Regions from separate parts of the Mus musculus genome. Here region 1 is linked to region 2. The links are chromatin contacts, called in public Hi-C maps. All regions are on one chromosome and are shown on one strand. The core of a region is the stretch at or near the end of the contact, and the rest is flanking DNA. Distances in the headings are between cores, read along the strand shown.

Evidence for each region. A called contact is a pair of places that touch in the nucleus more often than the background predicts.
Region 1: a Hi-C map of liver shows a contact between it and region 2, with 2.7 times the contacts expected there. The contact joins two enhancer-like sites. A contact is called at or near these places in 3 of 484 Hi-C or Micro-C datasets (all in liver) and 1 of 9 other capture datasets (adipose tissue).

The regions. Positions count from the first base shown.
Region 1 is chr12:40,498,119-40,501,026 of GRCm38.p6, reverse strand. The region is part of intron 1 of Dock4 (dedicator of cytokinesis 4); the gene reads right to left. Among named protein-coding and RNA genes, the nearest start is that of Dock4, 54 kb to the right of the region's middle. Within about 2 kb of position 1,261, at least 110 of the 459 cell types and tissues checked have an H3K27ac peak or open chromatin away from gene starts, as enhancers often do. A contact at or near this core is called in liver, where this site is marked.
Region 2 is chr12:40,314,805-40,317,504 of GRCm38.p6, reverse strand. Zfp277 (zinc finger protein 277) reads left to right here. Exons shown (of 12, transcript NM_178845.3): 11 at 240-414; 12 at 1,602-2,459. The coding sequence ends at 1,788. Among named protein-coding and RNA genes, the nearest start is that of Gm40403, 68 kb to the right of the region's middle. Within about 2 kb of position 1,399, at least 2 of the 459 cell types and tissues checked have an H3K27ac peak or open chromatin away from gene starts, as enhancers often do. A contact at or near this core is called in liver, where this site is marked.

The DNA of each region.
Region 1 (2,908 bases), core at 12-2,511, 180 kb before region 2:
TATGAAAGGAACCAGAATCCTGAATTTAGCGTAAACCTAAAATGCTTATAGACATATTTGCACCACTACATCACATGAAAATTCAACACCCAACATTGCTCTGCATGCATTTCTGCAACATGCTTTGTTTCCTCAGCATTCATGCATGTGATATCTATTTTCACTATTCCACAGCACTTCGCTAGATCAGAATAGTATGGTGTACTACTGCTTGTAAGCTGCATCACCCAGAGGTCAGCAGAGAATGCACATACATGGACCTTCCTGTGGATACATGTAATGCTTTTTAATATGTGTACATAAAAAGGGGATAACTAAGCCGGGTGTGGTGGCGCACGCCTTTAATCCCAGTACTCGGGAAGAAGAGGCAGGTGGATTTCTGAGTTTGAGGCCAGCCTGGTCTACAAAGTGAGTTCCAGGACAGCCAGGGCTATACAAAGAAACCCTGTCTCGAAAAACAAAAAACAAAAAACAAAACAATGCAAAAAAGAGAATGACTAGAATAAAGTTACTGTGAAGAAACCAAGTGCAAACATTGGGGGAAATGGCCTAAGTTTACGATAAAAAGACTGTTTATTTTTTTCAACATTTTGGCAACTTCAAAATTGGTTAAAGTTTAAAAGGGGGGGGGTGGAAGTGGATAAAAATCTCTCTTTAGAATACTCAACATAATTCTCCACAGAATTGCAAAGTTTGGGTTAACTCCTAGGTACAGATGCAACTTCCACAGTACTGGAAATAGCAAAAAGCTGGTTTATTTGGCTCTAGGGCCACCAGTCCCCAAATGTCACCACACTGACATGAGGCGAAGCTGGTTAGAATACCTCTAGCTGAGCTTGCATATATTGCTCAAGTATGGTGTCAGGAAAACTGAAGCAATTCTTTGTTTATCAACCACAACGGATGAAGTTATTTAAACTAGAGAGAGAAAAAAATCAATGATGATTCATTAGAGTCCTAGTCTCTCAAGCTATAGCACTTTGCCATCCATCCACACGAGTGATCTTTGAAAGATTCAAACTGAAGCATTCTGAAGGGCATCTGACTAAAGTCAGAGGCACTCTCCTGCTGCCCCCCTCCTCCAGCTCTAAAGACACCTCTTTGAACTCACACATTTTTCCCTTTGCCCTTCTAACCCTTATAACCAGCTAGAGGCCCCAGGCCAGGAGAAGTGTGTATTTATGTGAAGTCCCCAGAAGACCTAAGAAGAGTGACATGGGCCAAACCCACACCCAGCCCTGTCCTCTAGGAAGCCTGCCAGGGCTAACCTCATCTGAACCATGTCACTCCCGCCTCCTCCCCCTTCGGAGTCAAGCATTCCCTCCAGACTCACTCACTTAACACTTGTGGATGTTTTGATTGGGATCATCTGTAAGTCCCTGTTATGTTTTCTCTTCACACAGAGACTGTAAACTTCTCAGTGTGCTTTGTCAACCCATCGGCAAGAACAATTGCCAGAATGTAACGCAAAGGAGCTGAAACAGAAAGGAACACGAGATTTGGCTCCCAGGCCTTTCCATGACCACAGCCTAAGGGTGTTACACACTCCTTCCAGAGACTTCGTAGAGGCCCTGTCACTGATACATACTGTGTACGTGCAAGCATGCTTGCGGTTCTCACAAAAGAGGTAGGTAGACCACTATCAGCTAAGCCCTACTCAACAAAAGACGGTTAAAGTAACCGTGATGAGCCAGCAGCCAGACAACAAACAGCTTCAGCAGACCTTGCAACTGAAGTGTGCCTTCTCTCTCCAGCCTCTTCAACGGTGGCCCACACTCAGGAACAGTTTGACATTTTAGCACCATATGGCTCAGCGAGGATCCAAAGGCCACACTGAAAACTGCCAGGCCATTTGGCATTTCCGTACTTGCCCAGGCAGATGGCACTAGGCGCCCAGTTCCCAGCTGCAGCCTGGGATAGGTCCAAGAGGACCGGCGCTTCTCCAGGATGCCAGGTCAGCAAGGAGTCAGGGCTGTGGCATCAAGGCTGTGTGGTTTGAAACCTTGATGCCAAAGCTAATAATCTGGTCCTCACTCACGAGGATTTCTAGCACAGCTGAGAAAATACACAGTGGATTTACAAACAACTGTCTTTCCACCGGAGGCATCCCTAGTCACTCTCACCAGCAAAATGCCAGGCCCCTAAAGCGTGCTAGCCGCTCCTCCTCTCTACATAAGACTTGTGGGATTCCCAAGGAAATCTACTAGGACGGCTAGTTCAAAGACTGCAGAGAGGGATGGACAGGGTCTCATCCTAAGAAGTCACATGGGATTCTGTTTTTTCTTTTCTTTCCTTATCATGGTATAACACACGTGTTGGTGTTTAAAGCTGGGCTTCTTTTTCTGGGATCAGTTCCCCGGAAAAGGAAGCAAAATCTCCACTGTGAAAAGGACTCAGGCCAAGGTTGCTCCAAGGCAGAGACTTGGAGAACTGTCAAGGATTCGGGTACCACAGAGAAGAGATCACAGGCAAGCTTTGCAGAAAGAAAAGGTGAATCCAGTTGGAGAAGGGCCTGGGATCAGGAGAGTTCAGACAGAGGCTGTTGCCACTCAACACATCCCTGAGCAGCGCCTGGGGTTTTAACTGTCCATGTCTCATTACTCGGGATGCTAAAACCTCTTAACATATGAACATACACACACTAACACACTCCCATACTGCACTGAGATTAGTTTAGCACACATAAAACTGAATGACATGCAAGCATCTGTCATTCCGGGATGGGGCCTCGGGGCTTACAACAACTACAGTGTTGTACATTCAGAGATATTCCCGGTTTATAGTGCCAGAGCTATCTATTCAGAGAACGAGGAACCCAGACCGGCAGGCCATTCCTCTCTTAATGACAGTTAATCTGTATAAAAACCGAACTGGATCATTAAGCAGGGTTTTTATATTTCCTTCAGGC
Region 2 (2,700 bases), core at 150-2,649:
TTTTCAGGTTGGTTAACTAGGATAAGTGTTTCCTGTAAGAAATTATAACAAACAATTTTCCATGTTTTCAACATAAAGTTGGTAAATATTGTAGAATTATAGATCTTAAGATATCACATGATATCATGCAAATATTTAAGTTTTTATATATCAGTTTAAAATACATTTTAAAAAATTTTAAAGAAAATTAATTACTGACAATGCATAAATAATACTAAAGGTTGTCTAATGGTTTGCAGGATTAAATTTCTATCAGCAAGTGAAGCTGGTCAATTTCATTAGAAGGCAAGTTCACCAATGCAAGTGCTACAGTTGCCATGTAAAGTTCAAATCCAAAGCAGATTTAAGGACTCACATGGAAGACACTAAACACACCTCACTGCTTCCTGACAGGAAGACATGGGATCAACTGGAGTAAGTCTTGCTGAAGTGAACGTGAACCTCCAAATTGTGTCCCTTTATTTAACTGCTTTAAATGTATACACACATATGGAACCAAGTATAAATGTGTGTGTGTGAGAGAGAGAGATGTTTATATAACTTTTTTGGAATCTGAATTGGCTAGTTTGGTATAGAAGTAGATACAGACTTTTAAATTATATTTTATTAGCAAAATGTTTTAAGCACCTTTCCACATCCCATGCTTGTGCGTTCCATCTTTTTAAATGGCTGTCACATATGCCATTGACTACTATACCCTAACTTGTTAGGTTAGCTTTTACCTTTTTGCTATTGCAAGTAGTAATAAAATGCATAGCTATATGGCTGCATTTGTGTCCTAATTATATCATTCAGATAAATTAGTATGTCAATGGCATGCACATCACAGATCTTCTAGTGTACATTTTCCATATTGGCACTTTTGAAACATTAAGCATTCATTCTCTGACACGAACTTTTTGAAAAAAGCGATGTCAAATTTCTCAAGTGTCATTTGCCAGTCTAGTCCATCTATGGTGGGTCTCACATCATTTTTGTTGACTTCAGTGGAGGGAGTGGGATGCTGGCTGGCTACCTAATTTTTCAGTATCCTCAGAGAATGTTAAATTAGGCCTCCACAGAACTCTAACCAAAAAAACCTCTGGTTTTCCTTGTTTGGAAGACTTCCCATTTACGAAGGCCAAGGTCAGCCCTCTATTGACCTGGTACTCTGGACTTAGTCCTCATAGAAACTAGAGATGGAGGAACATGGTTGTGGCTTTGTTGGGTATTTGAAATTTTTACTTTTGAAAAAAATAAATAACTATTTTCAGCTCAGTTAAAATTTTTTATGGACCCTACTTTGAGTAAATAAAGGGGGTTCTGTTTTTTGGCTGATAACAGAACAGCACAGTACTGGACCAGGTTATCTGTCCAGCTAATGTTTCCTATCATGATAGAGACTGAGCTGAGTGGCCCACTAGCAAGACTCACATCAGGCTTGTGTCAGACAGGAAGGGTCAGAGGAAAATCAACAGAGGTGTCTCCCAGCCCAGCCCTTGCAGCTTATTAGAGTGTCATCAGGGGACATGGCACAAGCCGTGCTGTGTGCCGCCACTGCCTCGACATTTTTCATGAATTGTGCTCATTTGGTTATTCAGTGTATCTGTGGTTACTTTCAGGTATTATTTCCCCACCTATGAGAATGACACTCTCCTGTGTACACTGTCTGACAGTGAAAGTGACCTAACAGCTCAAGAGCAAACGGAAAATGTCCCCGTCATCAGTGAAGATACGTCCAGACTGTGTGCTTTAAAACAGAGCAGTGTTCTCAACCAATTGCTACTCCAGGGGTGCCTGGAAAACTAGGAGAAGCTGCTGCAGGCACAGTGTCACCTGGTTTTCTCCTGTGAGACACAGACAAGTTCAGATTTGATTGTCCACACAGCATTATTCACGGCTGAAATCATGGTTGTTGTTAATGAAAATTTTTCAAGAAATAAGAAAAATAAAACATTTTGTTTTTATACTTGGACTGAAGAAACTTTGTCATTATCTTGGATGATTTTATTTCATAAACTCATGATTATCTACAATATGGAGAACGTACAAGTCACAAACATTCAAATGGATGACCCTGACTTTAACCCATTGTTTAGTCTCCTTCCTACAGGCCTGTCATTTATCAAGTCACAGAGTTCAGTGTGATTTCTGTACTAAATTGGGAACTTGTGAATGATTAAAACAAGACCCACTGAAGCAAAGAAAGGTGGCCAAAGATCTGGATAATGCACAAACTGGACTATTTAAATATAATCCAAACCTGATTGTATTACAGCGTTATTGTTTCCCTGTTACAAACCCCATAGAAATGGGCATAGTGTAATTAACCTTACTCTTCCCCAAAATATATGTGTACCTATGTATGCATTTTCCCTGATATATATTATAATAGCAATAGTAACAAAGATAAGTACCACTGTCTATGAACATAACTGGAGTGGTATTATAACACTCAATAAAGTTAAAAGAAACTTTCCAATACCATTTTTACTTCTTCCCAGATAGTCTCAAAAGTGTCTCCTAATAGCAAGTACCAGCTGTGATACACGTAATGTATAACCACTTATAAGATGCACTCAGGAAAACAAAAATTACTTTTGTAGATTTCTACCAGAAAATAAACATCATGCAAACCTAAGATAAGTGACAGTCTGCAGAATAACTGACTTTTACGCTTATAAAAATGTCAAGGTCATTTTTAAAAGAAAGCTAAAATTG